Linked DNA regions of Zea mays: region 1 is linked to region 2. Evidence: chromatin contacts called from public Hi-C data. All regions are on one chromosome and are shown on one strand. Each heading gives the region's core, a stretch centred on a gene start, on an enhancer-like site or on the middle of the called end of the contact. The rest is flanking DNA. Distances are from core to core; before and after follow the strand shown. Region 1 holds the start of LOC100382271 (O-fucosyltransferase family protein). Region 2 has its middle 32 kb from the start of LOC606444.

What was found. A called contact is a pair of places that touch in the nucleus more often than the background predicts.
Region 1: a Hi-C map of ear shows a contact between it and region 2, with 4 times the contacts expected there. The contact joins the promoter of LOC100382271 here to the enhancer-like site in region 2. A contact is called at or near these places in 3 of 25 Hi-C or Micro-C datasets (ear, endosperm and tassel).

Annotation. Positions count from the first base shown.
Region 1 is chr5:86,073,995-86,080,952 of Zm-B73-REFERENCE-NAM-5.0, reverse strand. It overlaps LOC100382271 (O-fucosyltransferase family protein), which reads right to left and starts at 3,886. Exons shown (of 2, transcript NM_001175022.1): 1 at 3,617-3,886; 2 at 1,253-3,190. The coding sequence starts at 2,895. The coding sequence ends at 1,567.
Region 2 is chr5:85,884,986-85,892,050 of Zm-B73-REFERENCE-NAM-5.0, reverse strand. No RefSeq gene overlaps it. Among protein-coding and RNA genes, the nearest start is that of LOC606444, 32 kb to the right of the region's middle. Within about 2 kb of position 2,325, at least 15 of the 20 cell types and tissues checked have an H3K27ac peak or open chromatin away from gene starts, as enhancers often do. A contact at or near this core is called in ear, endosperm and tassel, where this site is marked.

The DNA.
Region 1 (6,958 bases), core at 2,637-5,136, 190 kb before region 2:
ATAAAACACAAGAAACATGTGTTTTTGTTGGTTATGTGGGTGTAAATAAATGTTTAGAGCTAATAAATATGGTTTAAACCTTTAAACATGCATACTTTTAGGATATTTTTATCATTTAAACGTCATATATTGTCATTAGCCCGTTAGACTCGTCGGGTCGTGGACCGTGCTGGCACGATTATTAACCTATCGGGTCGTGCTTGGGCCTTGCTTAGGGCCCGTGGGCCAGTACGGCCTACTAGCTAATTCGGGCCGGTCCGGCACGGCCGGCCCATTTAGACATCTATAAGCAGGGGGCGAGGGCAATCCTTCTACTTTGCTAAAACTCGATCGTTATATATCTTTATATTTACTATATTAAAGTAGCAGTTTAAACGTTCGTCGCGCGTCTATTTTGTTTTTTAAAAACCTATATTTTTTTAGAATCAACCCACACTCCTGTAATATCTTCTCTACTATTATAATAGAAGAATTTATGCGAGTGTTTAAACCTTGGTTATTGCTCCACATTCACAACCACCTAATCAATAGAAAACATAAATTTTCACATAATCAATAGAAAACATAAATTTGTTCTTTATTAAAATAAAATTTGTTATATATATAAACCTTAGCAATTATATGCCCGAGCATATGACTAGTTAAAAAAAGACCAGCTCAAGAAAAACCCATGAACCTTTGCACCACCCATATACAACGTAAGGCATCCCCAAATTGGTGATAGCAGACATAATTAAGTTCCATTCAATTCTGTCAAAAACTTTAGCTAAATCTACACGCACTTCAAAAATGATTAAACAGGGCAAGATGCCCATTGCATTTACATTTGAACCAGGAGATAGAAATTCAGTTACATTTATCAAGATTCTAGTTTTAAAGAAAAACAGAAGTGCCAGAGGCTCTAATATAAACTCTAATGGTCATAAAGCAAACAAAATCTTCACTTTGCATTGTGTTCACCCCGCATTGTCTTCATCCCGCAAATACGAAAAGACTGCATGATCTGGTTACTCAATAAAGATAGCTCTCACTGCTACACAGGCTATCCTCATATTATATAAAAATCGGATGGAAGAGAAAAAAAAATCGCCAAATAATCTTCCCACCAACCCCTATTTCTCACACAGTTCCAAACCTGGAGAAATAGCAAGCATCTGGTCCTTTTTGCAAGGAGGTTTACTGCATTGAGGGCGATTGAAATAAAAAAAGTCAGAACACAGCAAACCATCTTAAAAACACACACGCTGCATGTGAACAAAATACACTTGAATGTGTAGGTCTGATTCTGAAACCATAAAAAAACAAAAGGGTCCCAGGTAAAAGCCATCGCGCAGCATTCAGCGTTATACAAACTACAAACTGCCCAACACTGTCAACACTTTTAAGCACATCTAAACTCTTGGCCATAGTCCTTCACAAGTGCGACATGTGGGCTCTAGCTTCGAACACAGAAGCACGTCAAATTAGCTGCACATACTTGCTTCCTTTGCCGATAAAAAGCGAAGTCGGGCAAGGACTCTTCCTCAGGTATACATCATGTTCAGTCAAGTTTGCTATGCGTCAAAGTCAGTGGCATGAGACGTTATTTGTTCCGTAACTTAACCTCTGCAGGCTTGTGTCCGACATATCTGTCATCCATCTCTGTGGTCCACCATCGTCGCCCATGACATTGTACGCATACGACGAAAGCCCGATGTTCTCGCCACACGAGCTCGCCTTTCCCAGGTTGTACAGCCTTTCTGTCCTGGACAGCACTACGAGGTTGGAGAATGTTGAGAAGCTGTTGCCGACAAACACGTCTGCTCTCGAGCACACCTCGAAGTCGATGGCAGACTTTATAAGATATGGCTGACGATCGTAGATGTCAGTAACACCAAGCTTCTTCTTCTCGTAAGCAACCATACCCACTCTCCACCCACTGGTTATTGAATCGTCTTCAAGAAGGCTGTCAGCTACCGCAAGATAAACAACAACCGGCCGACGTAGGTCAGTGATCTGTGAGACCTTATGAATGATCTCTTCTTTACTACTGCAGATTTCATGTGACTTGGACCGCTGCTCCCACTTCTTGCAATGTATCATCCAATCTTTTTCTATTCTCATGTGAACAGCAACATACGGTACAGGCGGATTCGTTGAGCTATCTCTCCTCTGCTTACTATGAGAACCCCCAGCTTCATGTCTTGCTCTTTGGCCTGCCTCTCTAATCTTGGATATCACCTTGACCACTTCGGTTTCTATCTCAGGAACTAAGACAAGGCAATCGAAGATTTTGGCATAGTCTTTGACTGGCCAGTGGTCAGGCCACAGAAATGGATTTTTCCCAACGATTTCAATGACTTCAGAGTCATCCACATTGCTGCCTATGGATTGCTGTAGTTGATCCAAATCTCTGTCTGCCGTCCACCTTCTACCGGTCCCCTTTTGGAGTTTGAAGGGCTCTGTCCGATTTGAAACTTCTGAATACTGAGCTAACCTTACGAAGCCATGGCAACGCGCATTGAACTTGTTAAAGTCAAACACTTTGTCAAAACTGACAGGCTGCAGCAAGTCAACCTCTTTGTAGAAGAGAGAAGCACTCAAGCTTGGCATGAGAAGGGATCTGTTCAGGAATCTTGCAGTCAAGCATGCTCTGGCGAATGCAATCTTCTGATTGTTCAACCCCCATATGATCTGTGGGACCTCAAGAAACTTGTCTCGTCTAATTCTAGGAAGCAAGTCAGGGGCTGTGGACTCGTAAAATTCTTTCTTCTCAGATGAATCTATAGCAAGAAAAGGAGATACAATTGCTCTCAACAAAATAAGGGCAATCACTATCAGAAGGCCTTTACAGATGACAGGTCTTGCGGGCATGCTAAAGAGCTTGAGATGCTTAAGCTCAAGTAGAATGTTCATCGGACCGTTTATTCAAACCCTTCTCGTCCTTTTAGCACCCAACCATGTCAACTATGTCATTACCAACGACCATGGTGCACGATAAACATCTACCCTCGAAAACTTTCAGATGAAGAGCAAGCTATGCTGCAATTTAATGGAAATCAATAACCAAGCACACTTCAATTGATAACTTGACAAATTTACCCCGACCAATGCTGGCAAGTTGGGATGTTTCGGAACGGTAATATCAGCATACTTGATGATATTTCTGCGTGCCCAATTTAGCACATGCTCGATACAAAAGGCTGCAAGCCTGCAAATACAGAGCAAAATAAAAAAAAGAATTCAATCATTTTAGCTGTTACGGATTTCCATTCCTGATATTATAATTTCACTTCTAATGGAAAGAAAAAAGATAGCCACAAAGAGGATCATTTTTTCCCACACTGAATTTACTAATGGATATTAGCATGCAGAGAAGCTCATAAATGAACTTGTGCAAGCTAGCAGTACTCTGAGCAGGTCACACAGAATCCCATGGATCACAGGACCCATTTGAGAACTCGTGTCGCGCTGAACTGGGCCATTAAAGTAACTGGAGTGGCAAGCACGATCAATTGAGAATGTGCTGTGTGTGGGTTATTGCAGAATGATTCATACTCGAGTACGGAACAAACCATAGTACAGTACCAAAGCGAAATGAACGGCCCCCTGTAAATTAGTCTAGGGAATTGCTCACCAACGGTGGAAATTAGCACGGATGGATCCCCAAGGACTGAGGCGAGGAGAAAGGGCAGGATTCCCTGGACATCGCGTGGCTCCTGTCGCCGGCGGCGACCTCTCCGCCCCACGGCGAGCTCGTCCGGCGGCGGGAGAGGCGGGGCGTGACCACCGGCCGGCGGGGCGGAGGGGGCGCGAGATCTAGGGGTTGGAGACGGGTCCGGTGCCCCGAGGCGCGGCGGAGGCGGCGGGGAAGAGGTCGGCCGGCAACCGCGGAGGTGGAGATCGCAAGCGTGTGAGAGGGTCTCGGCTACAGGTTGCGTGAGGAGACGTCCGCGCGGATGGGAATGGGACGGAATTCGTGAGTCGTGACCCGAGTTGGAAGCAAAACTGGCGTCTCGGCTACAGGTTGCAAGAGACTCGGGTCCCTGACCCGCTCCCCCTCTGCTCGCCGGTGAAGTCCGACGCCCCAGGCGTCCAACGGTTCCCTCTCAAGGACCCTGCCCAAAGTCTCATGTTAAACTAAACCATATTTAAATTGTATCTTGTTATTTTGTCGTATCAAACATCGATTGTATCATTTAATTTAATCTAAACAAATAATCTGGCCCTCCTCTTTTGATCCACTTTTGGATCCGCCACTGGATCAACCTATAGATGACCAACTAGTCAGTTGCCCGTACGTTGCAACGGCTTACAACAATACCCATGTAAACTATCCACAAAAAAATCAAGATTTTTTATTAATTGTCTCCACTCTCCGTATAATATTTTTTGATTTGGCTAACTGATATTATTATTTACCTCATCCAATATGTCTTGATACAACACGACCAATAAAGTGAGCGATTAGAAGAGAGTTCACAATGACTGACTAAACGAACAAATATCATAAAATGACATAATTCCACCATACATAGACTAAATAAGAGAAAGTTTGTGAGCTCAAGTTTCTAAAATAAGTCACATGAACTCAAACTTATGAAAAAGATAGATCAAATTATGGAGTGATTGCTAAAGTCAGGCATCAATAAAAACTGGATGCGCTCCATATAAATTATGCTACTTCGTAGCAATTACTAACGTTTAAAACCAACAAATAACCTTTTATTTTACTGTTAGTGTGACAAATCATTGTTGTCTCATCCAATTCATCATCCTCAAATACCATGAAGTCAATTGCGCTAATGTGGTCTCAGAAACGACCTAATGCTTGCAAGAGACAAGAACGTCATGCCGTGCTTGGGCTGTAGCCTCGGCCCGTAGTGCTGGTCCGGCCCGACACGATAATATTTTCTTATTACAAAAAAATGTATATACATATATATATATTTTATATTCAAAATTTAAACATTTGAGCATGATGTTCTACTGGTTATACAGCTTTACCTAGTGTCTTCCGCCCTTCTTCCATCAGTCATCGGTTCGAACCTCACCTCATGCACCGTTTTTTAATATTTTACGCTGATTTAATCAAATGGGTTGACGGGAGTTGTGGCCCGCGTGCGTCTGGTCCGACCGCTGTTTGGGCATCTATAGACGTGCAGCAGATTAATTTGAAATAGTTGTGAGGGGTTATTTGTAAAAAATGACACGGGACGACCGTTGAAACTGGGGCTTTAAGTATAGTATAGATAAGCACGAGGTCCGCGAGCCCGGCACGAAGCCCGCTGTTTGGGCCCAATCCGAGCTCGGCACGACCCGGTTCTATGCGGACCCAGGCCGGCCCGGCATGAATAAGCGGGTCGGGCTCGGACAAGAAACTAGGCACGGTGGGCTAGCCCGGCACGGCTCATTTACCTCTAAGCTCGTTAAGCCCGCTTTTTTGCAATAAACCGTACTTACCGGCCGCTTAGCCCGTTTTCCGCCGTTTTTCCATGCTAAACGGGCTGGTCCGTTTAGAACCGCTGCGGGGCGGGCTCGGACAGAAAAATGAGCCCGCAAGCTTAGACGGTCCGGACCAGTTTTCTAACCATGTCTGGTGGGTCAGGTCCAAAACGGGGCGAGCTTCACTAGACCCAGACCGGGCCGGGCGGCCCGTCTGGCCATCTCTAGATCAACCCCACATTATATCTAACACAATCACAGCAAAACAGAACCTTAGCCACGAAGGGCCCTAAAATTTTCTCTGTTTTTTTTGTTTATATTAGCTGCAGACTTTGGACTAGACTAGTTTCCCTTCGTATTTTAAGGGCATGTTTAGTTCAGTCGTAGAATTATGAAAATTTGATTCTAGCGGTGAGATATGACAAAACTGTTGTGAGCTGACAATTATGAGAAATCTAAACTATGTTTAGTTAATACTCTCTTCGTCACAAATTAGAATTCGTCTGACTTTTTTTCCACATTTGACCGATTTATCCTATTTATTTATTTATTGCGAAAAATAAAAATTTAAAGCCATTTAAAGTATATTATATATGTCGGCGTTTCGAAACCCGGGGGGTCCCTGGACCGACGAGTAAATTGTCGTCGCGTGTCCCAGCCCAGATGGGTCGGCGCGAGACGGAGCGCGAAGAGGGGAGGCAGCAGGAGGGAGACGGGCGTGAGAGGTGGAAATCCCGCGGCCTTCGTGTTTGTCCCGCGCCCAGGTCGGGTGCGCTTGCAGTAGGGGGTTACAAGCGTCCACGCGGGAGGGAGCGAGCGGCCTCACGCGAGCGTCGTCCCGTCCTTCCCCGCGCGGCCAACCCTCTGTAAGAGGGCCCTGGTCCTTCCTTTTATAGGCGCAAGGAGAGGATCCAGGTGTACAATGGGGGGTGTAGCAGCGTGCTAACGTGTCTAGCGGAGGAGAGCTAGTGCCCTAAGTACATGCCATGTGACAGCCGAAGAGGTTTTGGCACCCGGTTCGTGTGGTGTCGTGGCCGTCGGAGGAGCGCTGGAGCCTGGCGGAAGGACAACTGTCGGGGCTGTCGAGTCCTTGCTGACGTCCTCTTGCTTCCGTAAGGGGGCTGAGAGTCGCCGCCGTCATCGGGCGTGCGGGGCGCCATCATTACTTGTCTGGCGGAGCGAGCCAGACGGGACGCCGGTCTTGTTCCCCGTAGCCTGAGTCAGCTTGGGGTAGGGTAATGATGGGGCCTCCTGTTGACGTGGTCGGTCCATGCCCTGGGTTGGGCGACGTGGAGGCTCCTCCGAGGTCGAGGTCGAGTCTGTCTTCTGAGGCCGAGGTCGAGTCCGAGCCCCCGGGTCGGGCGAGGCGGAGACCGTCGGCTAAGGCCAGGGCTGAGTCCGAGCCCTAGGGTCGGGCGAATCGGAGTTCGTCGTCTTCCGGGGCTGAGCCCGAGTCCGAGCCCTAGGGTCGGGCGAAGCGGAGTTCGTCGTCTTCCGGGGCTGAGCCCGAGTCCGAGCCCTGGGGTTGGGCGAA
Region 2 (7,065 bases), core at 1,076-3,575:
GATACTCTTACTTTGCCTCCAGTTTTACATAATTTAATAAGGGGCCTTCTGCTATTTGTTCGATGGTAATCTTATCGGCTGTTCCGGCAGACGTATGCGCGGGGTGGTTGTTTTGTCCAATTTTTTTTCAATATCCGATATAATTTCTTTGAATATTTTGAAATTGTTCTAGTCCAAACACAATTACACAATATATACGGGTAGAGGGTGAGCAACTCTAAAAGAAGCCCTAAACTAACCCGAAAACCAAAATTAAGAAATTAATCGCTTTTTCGTCGCTCTGTTGGGGGTCTACTTTTCCGTCGAAGGTCCTTAGACTGTCTCCAGCAACGTCTCCTAAATTTCATCCCCTAAAAGAATATTCTCTGTCCTTTACAACACTCTCTAAAAGATTTTATACTCTATATCTTCTTCATCTCCAGCAATATCCCCTAAATTTCATCCTCTATATCAATAGTGTTACCTGATTTAACATTCTATATTATTTTTTACCGCTCGTCAGCACGTGCACAGAAATCAGCATAGTGTATAGAGCACCACCGTACATCCTCTATACATAGCGCATGCATGCCATCCTCTAAATTTTAGAGAACCTTTTAGAGTCTCTTGTTGGAGGGATAAAGGATCTGACAAACCTCCATATTTAGAGAACAAGAGCTTTTACATGATACTGCTGGAGCCAGCCTTAGGATGAAGAAACCGCTTGTAATTCATTTTGACAAGGATACGTCAAAAGGAAATGAGTGCCGAAGCTGTAACAGACACATATGAAATATAGTGAAGCTTCGGTAAGGATTAAAGTTTCGGTTTAAGATGATCACGAAGGTCATACATGAGGTCAAACCAGCAATGAAAAGACTTGTTTATTCACGCTTAATTGGAAGACGGTATTCACATTCTCTATTTCGAGCAAGCCAAAGGTACAAATGTAATATATAGTTTGTACCACTTTATTAATATATAATAAAGGTCTTAATATCATTCTGACATGCAACATGAAATAAGTAATTGTTATAATGTTGTATTGTAATATTATTTCTATAAAAAATGAAGACTCGTCCTTTATAAACTTTATCTGAGATCCATTATCTCTGAAATGGTTCGAAAACGAAGGTACTTAATGTTTAATATATATGTTGTCTTATTTTTTATTCACGGCAATTAAAAACAAGTTACCAACAGCTCAAACAGGTCTCTCTTCCTTACCTCAAAATCTTCACGACCCTCATCCGTGGCCTCTCTTCCCTCACATTTGCGCTGCGCGTGGCAATTCCTTCCCCAGTCTGCGCGCCCGCGCGCACCGCGCCATGAGCGTACGTGATGTTGTTCGGCACCACCGGTCCGGCGGTCCCTTCATCAGCCCCAGCGATATATAGATGCTGTCTTGTGTTCCCCAATCTATGTCGTGAGATGTTTTATATACCTACAGTAGAATAATAGTGGGAGAGGATCAAGATGAGAATTGAGATCTACTGTCTAAAGAGACGGGAGCTGAGGAGTACACTGCATGGATGCAAAGGAATGAATGCATGCATGCAATCAATGGAGCGTGGACCGCCCCCTGAGGAACGAGGCATGCACGTATATGCATGAGGATTGAGGAGGCACCACGTCTGATGGCTTGGCCTTTTGCGTCGTCTCATTGTCCGGAGCGGCGGCCGGCCTCCTCCGCTGTCGTCTCGCGTGCATCTGATGTGATCTGAAGGTGTCAGGTCCTGTTCCCGGCCGGCCGTCCTCCTCCGCTCCGCCATCGCCCATCGGGGACGGGGGTGGGTGTGGGTGGGTCGCGTGGCCTGTGGGAGTGGGACTGCCGCCGGACTGGGGCGTGCGTGAGAGAGTCTGAAAGCCCGCGGTTTCGCTTGCTAGCTAGCTAGTAGGCTCCTCCCGTCCTCTCTCACCTACTGGCGTGCAGCTCTGCTGCAGGTGAAATCCTCGCTGCAGTGAAAGCCTGCCTGATACAGTACCATTCACCGTCTGAGACTTTTTTTTTTTGTTACAAAAAAAAAGCTTGTCGTCGACGGTCGACGAGACGACCTCGCTCGCTCGCTCGCACAGTCGGAGCATGGCCCTTTAGATCGCTGGGCCGTCTGATCGGCGGCTGGCGACACGACACGACACTACTGCCTTTACGGCGGCCTTGAAGTCCCCAGCTACCGTCGATCGGTGGATGGATCGATAGGACTGGCCGGAGGGGTGCTGCTGCTTGGCCAACCAAGCTTAGCTTGCCTGTGGGCGAGCCGGCGGGCGGGCGGAGTTACTGCGGGCAGTCCAGACTCCGGAGGCAGAGGCGCACAGCCTGCTCCAGCGCACAGCCTGACAGCCATCGGCGCTGCTCCAGGTGCTCGTAGAGAGGCATAGATTCGCAGCAGCAGGAGGAGGCCGTAGGTACTGTGCGCCTGTGACCCGACATCTCCGCGCTCTGGTCCACCAGGCGCCGGCCCACGGGACAGAGAGGCCAAACAGGAGACGCACGCTGCTCCTGCTCGCGGTTGAGATGCTTTTTTTTTTCTTTCTATTGATGCGATGGAGGGAGGACAGAGGCGACGGGCAACCAAAACCAACGGCGCACACAAACCAGCACCTGGACTGGACCATTTCTCCGACGGTTTCTCTTCATTCATGACGCCGGCCGAGGGCGTCTCCAGCTTGCAACTTGCAAGCCCGGCCCGGCCCGGCCCCGCTCTGCTCGGCGTTTTCCTTCCTGTTCAATTCCAGGTGGACAAGATCCCCCACCCCCCGCTGCTTTTTTTCTTTCTTTCCTGCCAAGATCTTGGCACCAGTAAAATCTAATCTATGTCGTTTCATCCAGCAGATCTGTACTAGCTGCACTAGTACTATAGGCAGCACCGTGCAAAAAACCCAGAGCTGCTGGAGATAGGCAAACAAAACAAGCAGCTACTACTAGAATGCGAGAACTTGCATGTAGAAGCAAAGCAAAGATTGCAAGATGCCACAACTTTCATGCCGAGGTTTCTCGTCGGACAGAACCTATGTTAAAATACCTTATTTTTAGTTGGATCTAGCCACACGGTCTACTGTTTTGTTTATGCGCAGTTTAACTCATTCGGTATTTTTTTGCAGAACAACAACTTCCTTCCACAAGTTAAACAAGGCTTGTTCGGTGACCATTCTCTTCCATCACTACGAGTTAATCCAGTTCCTATTCTTTACCAGCCCCCAGCCGCACAAATGGGTTCAGTAAGTTTGCAAACCTACTATTCAGTAAGTTCGCACCGAGACAAGCCCCCCACAGGGCCGCGCTCAGGATTTGAAATATGGGTATTCGAAATTTTGGTAGAATATAATTTTTTTTTCGACAATCTAAAATCACACTATTGTACTGTATGATCGGTGGCACAGTAGAGAAATGAAGAGGGCTAATAAAAACAAAGTTTAGACAAAATAACTGTAAAATAGTATGATTTTATGTTTTTTTATAATATTTTAGCTTATATACATAACATATACATGTATATATAATTGTTTTGCCAAAAATAATAGGTATTCAATTGGATACCCTTGCTTGCATGTAGGCCCGCCACTGGCCCCCCCCCAACTGCACAAATGGTGGAGCGAGACTAGCCCAGCGGCACGGCACCGGGTCATTAAGTTTGTGAAAGGGAATTAGGCTTACACATATTTCCTAAATGATTTTGGTGGTTCAATTGCCCAACACAAATAAATTGGACTAATTAGTTTGCTCTAATGTATAAGTTATACAGGTGCCAAAGGTTCACACTTAGCCAATAAAAAGACCAAGAATTGGGTTCAACAAAGAGAGCAAGGGATAAACCGAAGGCTGCCCTGGTCTGGCGCACCGGACTGTCCGGTGTGCCACCGGACAGTGTCCGGTGCACCAGGGGACTTCAAGCCAAACTCTTCACCTTCGGGAAAACTCAGAGGCGCTCCGCTATAATTCACCGGACTGTCCGGTGTACACCGGACAGTGTCCGGTGCTCCAGGAATGAAGCGACTCTGAACTCGCCAGCTTCGGGAATTCGCTCCGCTATAATTCACCGGACTGTCCGGTGAGCCAGCGGAGCAACGGCTACTTCGCGCCAACGGTCACCTGCAGAAGCAATTAATGCGCGCCAGAGCGCGCAGAAGTCAGGCACGCGCGAAGTGGCGCACCGGACACTCTACAGTACATGTCCGGTGTGCCACCGGACATCCAGGCGGGCCCAGCAGTCAGAGCTCCAACGGTCGGAACCCAACGACCTGGTGACGTGGCTGGCGCACCGGACACTGTCCGGTGTGCACCGGACTGTCCGGTGCACCATGCGACAGACAGCCTCCACCAAACGGCTAGTTTGGTGGTTGGGGTTATAAATACCCCCAACCATCCCACATTCAAGTCATCCAAGTTTTCACACTTCCAACCACTTACAAGAGCTAGGCATTCAATACAAGACACACTCAAGTGATCAAATCCTCTCCCAATTCCACAAAAGCTTTAGTGTTAAGTGAGAGTGATTTGTTGTGTTCTTTTGAGCTCTTGCGCTTGGATTGCTTTCTTTGTCATTCTTTTCTTGTGATAAAAAACTCAATTGTAACCGAGGCAAGAGACACCAATTGTGTGGTGGTCCTTGCGGGGAAGTTTTGTTCCCGGTTGATTTGAGAAGAGAAAGCTCACTCGGTCCGAGGGACCGTTTGAGAGAGGGAAGGGGTTGAAAAAGACCCGGCCTTTGTGGCCTCCTCAACGGGGAGTAGGTTTGCGAGAACCAAACCTCGGTAAAACAAATCCTTGTGTCTCACTTCCTTATTCGCTTGCGATTTGTTTTTACGCCCTCTCTCGGACTTGATTATATTTCTAACGCTAACCCGACTTGTAGTTGTGATTAATTTTGAGAATTTCAGTTTCGCCCTATTCACCCCCCCTCTAGGCGACTTTCAATTGGTATCAGAGCTCGGTGCTTCATTAGAGCCTAACCGCTCGAAGTGATGTCGGGAGATCACGCCAAGAAGGAGATGGAGACCGGCGACAAGCCGCTACAAGCCACGGGAAAGCTTCATCGGGAGAGTCCCGCAACAAAGGGAAGGGGAAGGAGAAGAAACCCTCTTCCCACAAGTCGCATCGGAGTGGGGACAAGAAAAAGAAGATGAGGAAGGTGGTCTACTATGAGACCGACACCTCATCGCATCTACCTCCGGCTCCGACGCGCCGTCCGTAACTTCTAAGCGCCATGAGCGCAAGAAGTTTAGTAAGATCCCTTTACACTATCCTCGCACTTCTAGACATACTCCATTACTTTCCGTTCCATTAGGCAAACCGCCAACCTTTGACGGTGAAGATTATGCTAGGTGGAGTGATTTAATGAAATTTCATCTAACCTCACTCCACAAAAGTATATGGAATGTTGTTGAGTTTGGATCACAGGTACCATCCGTAGGGGATGAGGATTATGATGAGGACGAGGTGGCCCAAATCGAGCACTTCAACTCCCAAGCCACAACCATACTCCTTGCTTCTCTAAGTAGAGAGGAGTACAACAAGGTGCAAGGATTAAAGAGCGCCAAGGAAGTTTGGGACGTGCTCAAGACCGCGCACGAAGGAGATGAGCTAACCAAGATCACCAAGCGAGAAACGATCGAGGGGGAGCTCGGTCGCTTCCGACTTCGCAAAGGGGAAGAGCCACAAGACATGTACAACCGGCTCAAAACCTTGGTGAACCAAGTGCGCAACCTCGGAAGCAAAAAGTGGGATGACCACGAGATGGTTAAGGTTATTCTTAGATCACTTATTTTCCTTAACCCTACTCAAGTTCAATTAATTCGTGGTAATCCTAGATATACACTAATGACCCCCGAGGAAGTAATCGGGAATTTTGTGAGCTTTGAGTATATGATCAAGGGCTCGAAGAAAATCAACGAGCTAGATGATCCCTCCACGTCCGAAGCACAACCGGTGGCGTTTAAGGCGACGGAGGAGAAGAAGGAGGAGTCTACACCGAGTAGACAACCAATCGACGCCTCAAAGCTCGACAACGAGGAAATGACGCTCGTCATCAAGAGCTTCCGCCAAATCCTCAAGCAAAGGAGGGGGAAAGATTACAAGCCCCGCTCCAAGAAGGTTTGCTACAAGTGTGGTAAGCCCGGTCAGTTTATAGCACAATGTCCTATTTCTAGTGACAATGACAGGGGCAACGACAAGAAGGGAAGAAGAAAGGAGAAAAAGAAATACTACAAGAAGAAGGGTGGCGACGCCCATGTATGCCGCGAGTGGGATTCGGACGAGAGCTCCTCCGACTCCTCCTCCGACGAGGACGCCGCCAACATTGCCATCAACAAGGGCCTTCTCTTCCCCAACGTCGGCCACAAGTGCCTCATGGCAAAGGACGGCAAAAAGAAAAAGGTTAAATCCAAATCCTCCACTAGATATGAATCCTCTAGCGATGATAATGCTAGTGATGAGGAAGATAATTTACGTACTCTTTTTGCCAACTTAAACATGCAACAAAAAGAGAAGTTAAATGAATTAATTAGTGCCATCCATGATAAGGATGACCTCTTGGACACCCAAGAGGACTTCCTAATCAAGGAAAACAAAAAGCATGTTAAAGTGAAGAATGTTTATGCTCTAGAAGTTGAAAAATATGAAAAATTGTCTAGTGAGCTAAGCACTTGCCATGAGACTATTGACAACCTTAGAAATGAAAATGCTAATTTGTTAGCTAAGGTTGATTCAAATGTTTGTAATGTTTCAATTCCCAATCCTAGAAATGATAATGATGATTTGCTTGCTAAGATTGAAGAATTGAACATTTCTCTTGCTAGCCTTAGAGATGAAAATGAAAAATTACTTGCTAAGGCTAAAGATTTTGATAATTGCAATGCTACCATTTCCGACCTTAGAAGTAAAAATGATATATTGCATGCTAAGGTTGTAGAATTAAAATCTTGCAAACCCTCTACATCTACCGTTGAGCACACTTCTATTTGTACTAGATGTAGAGATGTTGATGTTAATGCTATACATGATCACATGGCTTTAATTAAACAACAAAATGATCATATAGCTAAATTAGATGCTAAAATTGCCGAGCATGAACTTGACAATGAAAAATT